Linked DNA regions of Capsicum annuum: region 2 is linked to region 1. The links are chromatin contacts, called in public Hi-C maps. All regions are on one chromosome and are shown on one strand. The core of a region is the stretch at or near the end of the contact, and the rest is flanking DNA. Distances in the headings are between cores, read along the strand shown.

Region 1 (7,783 bases), core at 3,809-6,308:
GTAGTGATCTATAAGTCTTTGCTAAGTTCACCAAACAGACCCTTCAACAAAATAGCTTTCTTAAAATCCTCTGTAATAGTCGTATACTCTGCCTCAGTAGTTGACAAAGCAACCGTAGTTTGTAAGGTAGCTTTCCAACTAATAGCATAACCACCAATAGTGAAAACATAGTCTATAAGGGATCTTATTTTATCATGATCTCCTATAAAATTAGAATCAACATACCCGATTACTCTATCTCTGTTTCGCCCAAACTGCAAACAAACATCAGCAGATCAATGCAAGTATTTGAAAATCCACTGAACTGCTTTCCAATGTTCTTTGCCAGGATTTATCATGTATCTACTAACTGCACTAACAACATAAGATAAATCTGGTTGGGAACACACCATCGTATATATAATAGACCCGATGGTAACTGAGTATGGAACTTGAGACATATAGTCACGCTCATCATCTATCTTTGGAGATAAAGTGCCGAGAGTTTGAAGTGAGCTGCTAATGGAGTACTAACAGGCTTGGCATTTTGCATATTGAACCTGTGAAGCACTTTTTCAATATACCTTTTCCGACTCAAGTATAAATTATAATTATTTTTATCCCTCAGAATCTCCATTACAAGAATCTTCTTTACTGTTCCTAGATCCTTCATATCGAACTACTTACTGAGGTGGGCTTTGAATTTTATTATATCTCTCATATCCTTTGCTGCAATCAACATACAAGAAAAGATACACGAATGAACCATCACTTACCTCCTTGAAGTAGACACAACTATCATAGCTGCTCCTCTAAAATATATGAGAGATCATAAAAGAGTCAAACCTCTTATATCACTGCCTGGGCGACTACTTTAAGCCATAAAGAGACCTTTTCAACAAGCATACAAAGTCCTCCTTTCCTGAGACTACAAAGCCCTCTGATTGCTGCATATAGATGTCCTCTTCAAGTTGTCCATATAAGAATGCAGTTTTGACATCTAACTGCTCAATCTCAAGATTATGCATGGTCACAATACCAAGCAATGATCGAATCAAACTATGTTTTATAACTGGAGAAAACACATCTATAAAGTTAATACCTGGAACCTGACGGTAACTTTTAGCAACTAGTCTTGCTTTGTACCTAGATCTTCAACTCTCGATGTTCCTTTTTTTTAATACCCACTTGTAGCACACAGCTTTCTTATCTTTAGGCAATCTCACCAGATCCTATGTGCCATTTTTATGAAGTGATTCCATCTCCTCTTGCATAGCAATCATCCATCGGCCAGAATCATTACAACTAACTGCATCTGAGTAAGAAGAAGGATCTTCATCGAAATCAATACCTTCTGCTATACTCAATGCATAAGCAACAAAATTATCTTCAACATACTTCTGAAGAGGTCTAATATCCTTTTTAGGCCTGTGTTTAGCAATAGAATATTGTGGCACCACTAATGGTGAAGAAGAAATAGTATCACTTTGTATCTCTGGGTAGATTGAAAAGTAGGCACTGGTGTAGACTCTGCTCCAATCTGCAATTCAACATGGGTGCTTGAATTTTGCTGACTCATATCACTAAGCTCATCTGGGGGCGAAGCACTAGATTCGAAGAAAGCCTGAAGCATGGTAGTTTTATCAAACACAACATCCCTGCTAATTATAACCTTTTTGCTTTTTGGACACCAAAGGTTATAACCTTTAACACTAGGGTTATAACCCATAAATAAGCACTTGACAGAGCTAGGTTCCAACTTTCCATTATCAAAATAAGCATACGCAAGACATCTAAATATCCTCAAATCAGAATAGCTAGCAGGAGTACTAGACCATATATCTTATGGAGTCTTTTTATCAATCACGACTGAGAGAGAGTGGTTAATAAGAAGACAAGTTGTGGAAGCAGCTTAAGCCCAAAAAGACGGGTAAACCAGCATTAGAGAGAATAGAATGCACCTTCTCCATTATAGTCCTATTCATTCGTTTAGCCACACCATTCTACTGCGGAGTTTGATGAACTGTCAAGTGCCTCACAATTTCTTCCAACTTGCATAGAGCATTAAATTCATTATAACAGAACTCTAGACCATTATCAGTCCGAAGGCGTTTTACCTACTTCCCTGTTTATTTTTCAATCATAATCTTCCACTCCTTGAAAACAGGTAACACATCATTCTTTTGCTTCAGGAAGAACACCCAAACTTTTCTGAAATAGTCATCAATAATAGTCAATAAGTAATTCGCACCTCCTCTAGAAGGTACTCTAGAAGGACCCCAAGGATCTGAATAAATGTAATTCAATGTGCCCTTAGCTGAATGGATGGCTTTAATGAATCTAACTCTCTTCTGCTTCCCAAAAATGCAGTGCTCACAGAACTCCAATTTGGTTATACTCTGTCTATCAAGAACTCTTCTCCTATTTTGTTCAGCCATCCCATTTTTACTCATATGCCCCAGGCGAATATGCCAAAGTTTAGTAGCATCACTTTCTGATAGAAAAGAGGTAGAAATAGTTGCATCACCTATAATAGTAGAGCATTACAGGACATAAAAATTTGCAGACTTTCTATGTCGCTTCATCACAACAAGAGCACCTTTAGTAACCTTTAGGACTCCACCTTCATCAGTGTACCTATAACCATTCGAATCAAGGGTACTCAAGGAAATAAGATTTCTCTTCAGGTCTGGGACATACCGCATATTACCAAGTGTCCTCACAACCCCATCAAATATTTTGATCCAGATTATTCCAATACCAGCTATCTTATAAGGTGTGTTATTTCCCATTAACACAGCACCTTTAGAGATTGTTTCATATATTGTAAACCAATCCCGATTACGACACATATGAAATGTACAAGTTAAATCAAGAATCAAATCCTCACACGGTTTAGAGTTACCATCAGAAACTCCTAAGTGTTCTCCATCACTATCGCCATGTTCCACAAAACTGGCTTCACCGAACTTCTCTGGTTGGTTTTTCTTCAATTTTGGACCTTCTCTTTTCTCTCTATTCTAGAGCTTCCAACACTCAGTTTTGATATGGCCCTTCTTCTTGCAGTAATTATAGATTTTGTTTCTATTTTTGGATTTGGAGCTAAACCTATCATCACCCCCATAATTCCTCTCACGAATCCTTCCTCGACAATAAGACCATCTCCTTGAGTCTTCGATCCATTCACAAGATGTTTCATCTTCTCCTAAGAGAATAACGCATCATAGACTTTATCAATCGTCAGGATATCACGACTATATAAAATTATATCCCTAAATATCTTGAATGATGCAGGCATCGAACACAACAAAATTAACCCTAGATTTTCTTCATCATACTTAACCTCTTGAGTCTTTAAATCAGAGACGATTTCCTTAAATACAGATAGGTGATCCTTCAAGGACGCACCCAAGGACATACGATGGGAATAAAGTCGTTACTTAAGATGCAACTTACTTGTTAGGATCTTTGTCATACATAACGGTTCCAGTTTCAACCACAACACAGCGGTTGTGGTCACCTTTAAAACATCATGTAGAATCTGATGGGATAAATGAAGGCGGATCTAAGATAGAGCCTTTCGATCCTTACGTCATTTGTCGTCGTCTGTCCATGATGAGGGCATCTTCTCAAACCCTAATAAAGCACCGTCCAAATCTATCTGCGCGAGCACAACCCGCATCTTAACTTGTTAGAACAAAAATCTGGTATTGCAATCCAACAACAGAATATCATACTTCATGGTTGCCATCCCCGAGAAAACAATCGAACTAGCTTTGATACCAGTTTGTTAGAATCAGGCAGAATTAAGCAAACCACAAGTAAAAGAAAAACTAGAACAACATGCAGATTTACGTGGAAACCCTTACGGGGAAAAACATGGGCAGAGGCAGAAGAATTTCACTATAAAAGGTGAGGAGTACAATGTGAAAAATGTGCGTATTTTCAGAATACCCAAAACAACCCACTAAATGCACTTATATAATACGTGCATACAAGTAAGTCCTAGGCCCAAAAACATAAGGTGCAACCCAGAAAATCACAAACATGGGTCGCACCACAGACCCTATTAAAAATCACAAACATGGATCGCACCACGAAATTTTCTGGGCCGGATTAACAAAATTCGAGTCATGAATTTAACAATTTGTTTCTCGAGTTATAAACAATTTTAACGTTAGAGCAGAATCGTTTAAGGGGCAGTTGCAACGAGGAAGAGTAAGATACTAAGGAGTTAGTCCTTTTGATTAGAGATTGTAAACTAAAATTGTTTGAATTTTTAGTAAAAACTGTGATAAATTCTACAAAGGTAGGTAATGATTTTTTATTTCTTTCAACAACAACAACGACAACAAATCCAGTATATTGTCATATAGTGAAATCTGAAGAGGGTAGAGTGTAAACAATCCATACTACTATCTCTAATGAGGGATTTTTTACCTCTTTAAACAAGAAATTTTTTTATGATAAAATTTCTTGTGTTAAATATATTTCACACTTAACTTCTTATTTAGTTGTCTAGAAAATCTAGTTTTGAATACGTAATTATTTATACTTTTTAAATTTTAAATTGTTAAATTCTATTGAACACTTAATCACGATTGAACCCCTTTCAATGGTCTATTTGTAACCAAATTAAAAACATAGATAATATTAAAAAGACGTTTGTGTGTTCATTTCGCAATTGGCAGTGCCTCTACCTATTTGCAGGTTTGCTCTGAAGTGCACATTCCACAACTACCCCCTAATCTCTATATGAGTGAGTGTAACAGTGTTTTCTCTCGACCTAGGTGATTTGATTGTCTTTGCTTTCTTTTCTCTCACTCTCTAGTAAAGAGAATTTTGAACTAATTCGTAAAATTATTATAATGTGATAAAAAATTATGTGTTTAAATTTTAAAAATAATCTTTGATAAAATATAAAATAAAGTTATGTATAATAATTTTTTTATAATCAAATTGTTTTCAAAATTTTACGTATAACAAGAATTTTAGTGCGTCGGCTGCTCTTTTTCTCTCTCTCCTTCACCTCACCTCAGAACTGATAGATATCAGTATATATATTGTCATAATCCTAATACCAATAATAACACACTAGCTATAGCCTTTCACTTCATCCAATCACACCCACATCTCTTCACTACTACTGTTCTTGATTTTCACTCCTCCTCTTTCCTCTTTATACTATCCTTTCATCTTCTTCCTTCTTTATTTTTTATTTTTTATAAAAGTAGTGTCTTGTTATCTTTCTTTTGCTTTGTTTAATTAAATGGCTGAAGGATTTGAACCATACCATGTCCCACAACAAAGTAGAAGAGATAAGCTTAGAGTTTTACTTGATGATAATAATAGTAATAGTAGTAGTTTACAACTTCAAAATTGTCAAGTCCCTCTTTATGATCCATCTATTGTATTACCTTCAGATTTGTCAATTTTTCAAGAAATTAATGTCAACCCTTTTCTCTATACACCTCAAATTCCAAGGTTTCTTGATCAGTCAGTAACTATAGCTCACAATAATAATAGTAATAGTAACACAAATGGTCAAGGTAATTTATCTCTGTCTTTGTCATCTCTTCATCATGCTAGTAGTAGTACTGCTAATACTAATGATTTGTCATCGAAGAGTATTACTACAACTACTAATTGTGTCCCGTTAGGACCTTTTACGGGGTACTCTTTAATTTTGAAGAGATCAAAGTTCTTGAAGCCTGCACAAATTTTGTTGGAAGAATTGTGTGATGTTGGCAAGGAATTTTATGTTGTTGATGATGATGATTCTACTTTGGTGATGCATCCTCCACAAGCTTGTAGTAATGGAGATGAACAATTTGGGAAGAAGAAAACCAGGTTAATTTCAATGCTCGATGAGGTACCTTTTACTTAATAATTTTGTACATATAGTTATGTGACTTCTTAACATTGGCATTTCAAAATTCATCTTTTTGTCTCTTTTTTTTATATGCCGTAATCGTTTTAAAAGTCAACTAATTTTGATGTCCATTAAAGCGGAATTGCTTTTTTTTTTTTTTTTTTGGTTTCAAAATTCGAACTTGAGAGTTCTAATAAGTGTGAAGAACTTTTATCTATCCACTATAATTTTTATGATGATACTTTTGTAAAATATAACTGAATTAGGAGTGTAATGTTCACATTTTCGAAGGGAAGTCTTGGAGCTACCTAAAATTGTGATCTAGAGGTTACATTTTTGTGCTGTGGAAGTAGTCACTAGTTAATGTTTGCATTAAGATAAATTATCTATACAAACCTTCTTACCATGAGGCTCTTCCCCAAATTTTGTGTGAATGAAAAATATTTTGTGGATCGAATTTTTTTGTTTGTTAATGTTCACATTTTCTTGCTTGGTTCTTTTTCTGTTTGATGAAAAAATGATTTTTACTAATGTTTGGTAGGGTGGAGAGTTAGGTTGTTTCTGCATCAATGTAGAACCACATATTTTCTCCATTGACTTTGCTTGCATTTACTCGTGTCTTTTTGGCAAGTTAAAAGTGTAGCAATCATCATTTTGCAAGTACATTAATATTTGTGGAATATTTCACGTAAATTGGTGATTTAATTGTATATTTGTACAATTTTAATATTTTTTTCAAGTGTAATTTGTTTTTAAGGATAATATTAATTCTTTAATTCTCTTTTTACAAATACCACTTATTTATTACTATTATCTTTAAATTCAACCAAATATTTTCCAATTGCATAACTTTCACCCAAAATACTACTTTTGCACTTTTATCTTGTGATTCTATCCAGCTGTTTTCTATGAAATCTCCAATACTTTTTCCTTTCACTAGCATATATATGTAAAATTTAAATTTTATATTTAAAAGAAGAAGATTCTTTAAAGTAATCAGTTTAGGAGTTATCTTTAAATGACCGTACAAGAATGCACTATGAGATTTTTTGGTATTATTCTCTATCAAAGGCACTATAATTACAGTGTTGTAGTTTTCAAAATAACTAATTAAATGTACATGCTTTATACGTGTTTTATGTCAAGCTATAGGTAAAGTATTAATATCTTGATCGTCTTCTACGTTGAACTATCACATCACGGATAATAACAAAAATAATAGATAGTAATAGATCAGAAATTACAATAAAATAAATTGATTAAACCTAACTTTTATACAAAAAAATTCTCAAAGTTTAATCGAATATTCATCTATAACTGTAAACTCAACAAAACAATACGATAATCGAGATATCATAACAATGCGATTAAACCTTAAGAAAAATCCTTAAAGCCTGACCAAACGTTAATCTATCACTTAAAAAAATAACAAATAGTAACAAAATAAAAAATACAATATTCACGAATATTATAACAATATCATCAAACCTAACCTTAATACAGCTTTCTCAACATCCGACAAATATTCATCTACAACATAGACTTAAACATAATAAAAATTACAACAAAACAATACGATAATCGAGATATTAGAACAATACGTTACACCTAACCTTTTGTGATTATAGATGGCACCTTTAGAGCTCGTAAAGAAAAGTTATTAGAATATCTTTGTCAATAAATTTTATAATGTGATGTTATTATATTATTGTAGAAAAAAAAACTTCTCCAATACCTTTTCCTACCAAAAAAAAGATCATCTAAATATGAAAAAAAATTATTTTTACACTGCGAAATGGAAAAAAATTATTCATGATATCAAATTAATATTACAACACAACTTTAGGAAATTGAAATTCTTTTCCTCAAAAATTTTAAAACGTCTTTTTATTTTTTTTCTTAAAAAATTAAAACAACTTTTTTTTTAGATGT
Region 2 (7,783 bases), core at 1,407-3,906, 520 kb before region 1:
GTAACTCCCGGGACGACAACAAATTCTTACATTCCTCCAGGGATAGTTGTTTAGCCCATCCCTGAATTGATGTCTCAAAGGGAATATATTCTAATTTCAAACCATGAATGATAATTCTTCTCATTCGTGCTTCAGAAATAGTCTCGTCCGTATTCAATAAAGAAATTTCAGAACATAATTTATTAATCTTTAAAAAGTACTCGAAAATAGAAAGATTACCTTGCTTGGCGTTATCCAATTCATTCTTCAATATCTGTACCCGAGCTTCATTCTTCTTGTTGAATAACTAATCGAGGGTCCTCCATATTTCATTGGTTGATTTGCACCTTATAATATGATTGAATAAACTGGAGGAGATGGGTCTCTTCAGAATGAAATCCGTCTTTGTATTAATTTGCTTCTACTTCTTGTGTGAGCTACTATTCTCTGGTCCATCGTCCGGAAAACTTGTGTTCCCGTTAACAACATCCCACAAATTCTCGCTTATCACAAGTATGATTCCATACATATGATCCATACCTTGTAATTGGATTGATTCAACAACTCCATTTTCAGTCTATTAACACGATCGCCTAAATCTATTCACATAAATTAGTTGAATCGACCACAACCCTGATCTTGAAATAAAGACAAGTCAATCTATGACTTTGGCTCTGGTACAATGTAGAGAATAGCAGAAGAAAGATATAGTTGGAGAGACCTTTTGCTAGATCAAGATCGTTAACTAAGATCAGAAGATTAAACTAAAGAAGAAGAAGATATGAAAGAGAAACTTTGTTATTGAGGAAGACTTCTTGGATTAAATTTTTTTTTTCGGTTGGTTACAAATGCCTAATGTCATCCCTATTTATGCTTGTGTAGGATGGTTCTAAAAAATCTTCTAGATAATTCTTCAAGAAAAATCTAATGACCTTTATTTTCTATCACAACTGTAGAGTATCTAGATCATTCTACAAGATACTTATTCAAGACACAACATTAGGACATTCTATAAGAACCTATGATATTCAATCACTAGACTCTAGAAACTTAACTAGAAATCTATGATTCCAAAATATTTACTTTAATATTTTCACATCTTCTCCAAACCCTACTAATACAATATTTTATACATCAGACTATCCTTTTTACTACTATATTCTTTTGGTATATGGGACTACTGGAGCAACGGTAAAGTAATATCCGTCTGGCCTATAGGTTTCGAATTCGAGCCATTGAAGCTACCACTAATGTTCCCGTTACAATAAGTTGTCTACATCACACTCTTTGGATGCGACATTTTCCCGAACTCTATTAACACTCACTAGACTATTCTAGAAACTTAACTAGAAATCTATGATTCCAAAAAATCTACTTTAATATTTTTACATCTTCTCCACACCCTGCTAATACAATATTTTATACATCAGACTATCCTTTTTACTACTATATTCTTTTGGTATATGGGAATCCTCGAGCAATGGTAAAGTAATATCCGTCTGGCCTATAGGTTTTGGATTCGAGCAGGGGTAGGTCTATGTTGAAGTGAGGGCCCAAACCCCCTCAACCAAAAAATTACATTATATATACATAAGTCAAATTTTGAATTATACGGCTATAATGGCTTTAATGAACCCTTTCTACATAACTGTAAGGCATAGCTCAATGGTTAAGGGGGTTCACTTTAATGCTAAAGTCGCAGGTTCGATTCCTCCTTGGAGCTGTTGTTTTAGTTTTGTGAAAGTTTTTCCTCCTCCTCACACCTAGCTTGGGCCCTTTTCACTCTAATTGACAATTGGGCCTGATTAATACAAATTAGTTAGCCCATTTAATTCATTTGTGTGTATGTAATATTTTAAGACTTATTTTTTTTTTTTAAGGATAAATATTGGGTCTAAAATATTTTGTATAAAATTTTTACTTAGTTGGAACGAAAAGTATTTCAATGTAATATTTTTTGATGCTCTCAGTACTAGTTTAAAATTATAGCTAAATTTATATAATTTTCAATTCCCCCTCCAAAAATAAAAAACATACTATGCATATCTCTTTTTATACATTTTATGCCACATTTGTTCAAAATAATTTCATCTATTTGACTAGTTTTATATAGTTTACAAAAAAATTGGATTTCTCAACTTTTTCATATTATATTATCGAATTACATAGTTCGTTTTTTTGAATTATAATTTACATTCAACATGTTAATATTGAAGTTGTTCAATAATTTTTATTTTTATTTTGAAGTACTAAATATATATTATAATATAATAATTCAATACTTACACATTTTTAAGAACCTTATTTTTTTTGTAGAGGTTTAATTTAAAAAAGAAAAATTAAAAAATAAAATCAAACTGCGAAAGTAAGAAAAAGTTATGAGGGCATGATAAGGAAGGTTAAAGTTTAGCGGATATCTACTTTGTTTTTATAATGTAGTTTTTTATACGCTTACTTCTTTATATATCGAACCCCCTGAACAAAAATCCTAGATCCGCCACTGGATTCGAGCCACCGAAGCTACCACTAATGTTACCGTTACAATAAGTTGTCTGCATCACACTCTTTGGATGCGACATTTTTCTGAACTCTATTAACACAGAATATTTTATGCCCCGAACTGTCATTTTAATTATATTCTTTTGGCTCTTCTAATCTCAAGAAAGTCAGCAGGGGATTCCTCTCCTCTATATAAGTAGAATAAAAGCTGCCAAGTTAATAAACAACAATATATCTTCTTTTATTATCTCAGAGAAATGGAGAAGAATGTTGAGATGGATGAGATAAAGATGAATAAAGCAACTGAAATTGATGAGCAAAAATGGGTGTATGACTCTTCTGTTGATTACAAAGGCAGAGTTCCTCTCAGAGCTTCAACTGGTGGTTGGAAAGCATCTTTCTTGATTATTGGTAAGAAAAATACATCTAAGAAATGTCACAAACACATAAAAGTCTCCATTTTTTCTTTAAATTTCAATGATCAAGAATAAAATGTATACAAATTCTGTTTCGTTGTGCAAAATTTTGTCCTAAGTTACAAGGCTAAAGTAAGTATTAAAAGAACTGGTAAAAGTTATTACATATGTATTTATCTTACCTTCACTGATAGCACTGGCGAAAGAATTTTTTATGAGGGGTTCAAAATATGTAGTAGTAAACATACAAAAAAGTCAAAGAAAGTTCAACATATAGTATATCCATAAAATATAATTTAACCAGGTATGAATAGTGTAATTTTTCATTGAAGAGGGTTTGAATGAAACCCCTCGACTCTACTTATCTGTCAATGTACTAATTTCTCTTGTTAAGGTTGTTACCTTTATTTACCTTTTATCTGACTTGATTGTGTAGCAATATTTTACGAAGGTTTTAAAAATCTGGCTGATGTTTGATCTTTAATGGAAAAAAGCAATTTCCATTAGTAAGGCAAGTGCATGTGAAGCACTCAAGATGCGCTTACTATAAGAAATCTTCTCCTATAATATGCCTTACAATCTTTTTTTGGTTCAACTCAATCCCTTCAACAGAAAATATGACATATTCTGGGAATTTCATGATATTTCCTAACGTTGTTGCATTGATTTGTTTTTTTCTGTTAAGCTCTTTCGCATACTCAGATGAATTTAACTTCTATACATCAACAGTGTAAAAGTTGTTTATAATTACATGTGGTAACTTGAACAATAAGACAAATAAATTGCACTTCTATTAAGTTAAATCCGACTCCGTCCATTTCAATTGGTTTATATGGTTTTGACTTAACACAAAGTTCAAGAAAGTAAAAAAAACTTTTCAATATTATAATCTTGAATTAAAAAAATATTAAATATACCAAAATATCTTTTAATTTTAAGATCTTAAATATGTTATACTCCCTTCGTTTAAAAAATAATTACCCACTTTCCTTTTTAGTCCGCTTAAAAAAGAATGATCCCTTTCATTTTTTTTGCAATACTTTAATTTCAACTTTTCACATGGCATGTTTAGGAACACAAAATTAAAGGACATTTTGATACATTTGACACAACTTTAATGTAAGGCCACAAGATTCAAAATCTTCTTTATTTTATTAAATTTTATGCCAAGTTAAAGTAGGTCATCCTTTTTTTTTTGAAACGGAGGGAGTATAAAAAATTAGAATTGAAGAATTCACAAAAAGAAATATTCTTTTTTAAAACGAATGAAAATAAAAAGTAACACAAATAAATTAAAACGGAGGAAATACTAAGACCCCGTTTGACCATGAAAATCATAATTTTCCGGAGTTGAAGTTGGAGTTATAGTTGTATTTGACCATGAATATAAATTTGAGTTATTTTTGAAATTTCGTGAGAGAAGTAGGAGTGAAAAAAGTTTTAGTTGTTTTCATTTTTTCAAATACAATTTGGAATTCTCATGGTCAAACACAACACATAATATTTTTATTTTTCACTAAAGTAAAAACTTTTTACAAAAAAAGTAAATAATTTTTATGGTCAAACGGCTACTGAATTAGTCTCCCCAACCCATAAACCTTGATTAGTCAGTGGAATAACACCCTTTTGAGAAAAAAATCCTGTTTAATGAGAGCCACTAAAAAAAATTCTTTGATCACTTTTGGGACACTGTAGACTGTAGTTATCAAGAAATACACTTTTTTGATAACTTGATCAAAGTTTGGTAAGTCATTGGTTCTCTGTTAACATCCTTTCCTTTATTCTGAGGTTGATTGACTAAGTGAAAAGAAATTTATGATCACTAAAATATCACAAAAACTATGTTCACAGCATTAGTTCCAAAGCATGATTCCACTTGCTACTGCAATTGTCCTAGATTCCATTCCCTAGTGGCCTAAAACCTAAGACAAGTAATACATAAGAAGCAACCATTTTATTCTCTCTCTATATTCATATTAAATATCATATCTTATAAGTGAAAAAGCAAAACTAATGCCACTAAATATAGCTTTATGAAAAAGTTAATTACCACCATAATCAACCGCAATTATATGTGATTTGACTTGGTTAAATATTATGGAAGAGTCGACTGCATCTTCCAGATGATGATATTGGTAAACAATCAAATATGATACTTGGTCTCAACAACGACAACAATAAAATAGCAGTACAATCCTACCAGTTAGTCTGTGGAGGTAGTATATAGTATGCAATCTTACCCCAATCTTATAAAGGTAAAGAGGTTGTCTCCGATAAACCCTTGGCTCAAGTGAAGCATAATCAAAAGGACAAGTTAGTAAATAATCAAATATGATACTTGGGCCTAAGGGTCAATAAGTTCGTAGATTTTGTCACATCTTTCCATTATGTAGGCCAATTATCCTGTCGTTTGTGTTTGAATTCCTTTTGCATCTGCTTCGTTCTGTCAGTTCCATAAATTTTTTCATTACCTTTGGCGCGTGTGTAAACAAGTTGCGCTACCAACTGAGCTATAGCCCTCAGGTTCTGTATTATATGTAAGTGGAGAAAACTTATGAGTTGTGCTTGAATGTTACAGCAATTGAATTTAGTGAGAGGTTGAGTTACTTTGGAATAGCTACAAGTTTGATCATATACCTAACAAAGGTAATTCATCAAGACCTCAAAACTGCAGCGAAAAGTGTTAACTACTGGACAGGAGTCACCACTTTGATGCCACTGCTAGGAGGATTTGTGGCTGATGCATACTTGGGCAGATTTTACACAGTTCTTGCTTCAACTATTGTCTACCTCCTGGTAATCACAGTTCTTCAGTGATCACATTTTGAGATATTCGTATATACTAAATAGACTACAACAAGTGCCACTAGAATTAGTAACGTAAGGCCTGGTCCTCCTTACTTGTACTTTCCTGTTTGCGATCTTTTATTAGTCCATTAATGAAAGTCCACTTAAAAAACTTGTTTGCTACTTCCTCTGTTCCATTTTATACAACACTTTTCGTTTTAGTCTATTCCAAAAAATGGACACCTTCCTATTTTTAGGAACTTTTTAATTTTGAACTTCTAGTTTTATCCTTAATAACATGTTCTTATAGCCGTACAAATGCCATGACATGTTCAAGATGACAAGTTCTAAGGGTGGTTTAGGTATCCGTCCAAAGTCGGTCTTTCCTTCTAAAATTTCGTGTTCAGTAAAATACTGACGTATAAATGAAACGGAGGAACAACATTTTATTTAAAGATGGGAAATGACTTTTCTGGAAATTCTACTTAAACATTGTGATCAAAGCATCACTTTGCCAGACATAAATTTTGATTCTAGAACATACTGATTGGTTAACCAAATCATCAATTGCCCATGAAACAACTAAAATAATCTCTTTTGGCTGTAATCACTTAAACCAGGGATTGGTTCTCTTGGCAATGTCTACTGTGGTACCAAGCCTGAAATCCTGCGGAAGTTACCCTTGTCAAGAACCTAGGAAGGTCCATGTTGTGATCTTTTTCTTTGCTATCTACTTAATCTCAATTGGTACTGGAGGGCACAGGCCATCTTTGGAGAGTTTTGGAGCTGATCAATTTGATGATGACCATCCTCAAGAAAAAAGGAAGAAAATGTCTTTCTTCAATTGGTGGAGTTTTGGACTTTGCTCTGGTGTACTACTTGGTGTCACTCTAATTGTTTATGTACAAGATCATGTTAGTTGGGCTGCGGCAGATTTGATCCTCACACTAGTTATGGCGTCAAGTTTAATCATATTCTGTTCAGGCAGACGATTCTATCGATATCGAAAAGTTAGTGAAAGTCCCCTAACAACAATGCTACAAGTTCTTGTTGCTTCAATCAAGAAAAGAAATCTTCCACATCCCTCTAGTCCTGCTTATCTGCATGAAACTCAAAAGTCAGAAACTAATAGAAGGAGACTATGTCATACCAAAGGCCTCAAGTAAGATTTCAACTTGATTTGAATTGATTTGATTATGATATCAGTATATTTATATTGAATGTTCTGCACTGCCTTCCTTATTAGTTATAAGTTATGTTTTCTTCACAGTCGTGCGCTGCTTTCCTTATTAGTTGCTAAGTTTTCTTCATTGCAATTTTTTTTCCTTTTCATTACTACTTTTGATTTGATGCACTTGAGCCAAGGGTCTTTCGAAAATAATCTCTCTACCTCTACAAGATAGGTTTAAGGTTTGTGTACACTCTACCCTTCTCAGACCCCACTTGTGCTTCGTTGTTTTGTTGTTGTTGTTTTAATGAAAACATTTTTACCACTCTACTTGTAGGTTTCTTGATAAAGCTGCAATCTTTGATGAGATACAAGATTCAATAGACCAGAAACAGAATCCATGGAGACTTGCAACTGTGACGAAGGTGGAAGAATTGAAGCTGCTTATCAACATGATCCCCATTTGGCTTACAACTTTACCATTTGGTGTTTCCATAGCACAAGCTTCAACATTTTTCATCAAACAAGGCGTGACACTTAACCGGAAGATCACTGACGATTTTGAGATCCCACCAGCTTCAATGTATGGCCTTGGAGCTATTGGCATGATAGCAACTGTCACTATATATGAAAAAATCCTTGTACGTATCCTAAGACAATCAACTGGAAACGAGAGAGGCATTAGCATTCTTCAGAGGATCGGTATTGGCATGATCTTCTCTATTGCAACTATGATCATTGCAGCATTAGTTGAACGAAAGAGACTAAGAATTGTTCAAGAAAATCTACTTGAGGGCTCAATGTCAATGAGTGTGTTCTGGCTAACCCCTCAGTTTCTCATTGTTGGTATAGGAGATGGATTCGCGCTAGTGGGATTGCAAGAGTACTTCTATGATCAAGTACCTGATACAATGAGAAGTTTAGGCATCGCGCT

What was found. A called contact is a pair of places that touch in the nucleus more often than the background predicts.
Region 2: a contact with region 1 is called in a Hi-C map of placenta, with 4 times the contacts expected there. The contact joins the promoter of LOC107854204 here to the promoter of LOC107854200 in region 1. A contact is called at or near these places in 2 of 5 Hi-C or Micro-C datasets (leaf and placenta).

What each region holds. Positions count from the first base shown.
Region 1 is chr9:41,668,931-41,676,713 of UCD10Xv1.1, reverse strand. It overlaps LOC107854200 (BEL1-like homeodomain protein 9), which reads left to right and starts at 5,058. Exons shown (of 4, transcript XM_016699204.2): 1 at 5,058-5,851. The coding sequence starts at 5,249.
Region 2 is chr9:42,190,447-42,198,229 of UCD10Xv1.1, reverse strand. LOC107854204 (protein NRT1/ PTR FAMILY 5.6) reads left to right here and starts at 2,656. Exons shown (of 4, transcript XM_016699208.2): 1 at 2,656-2,889; 2 at 5,473-5,690; 3 at 6,302-6,843; 4 at 7,187-7,783. The coding sequence starts at 2,736.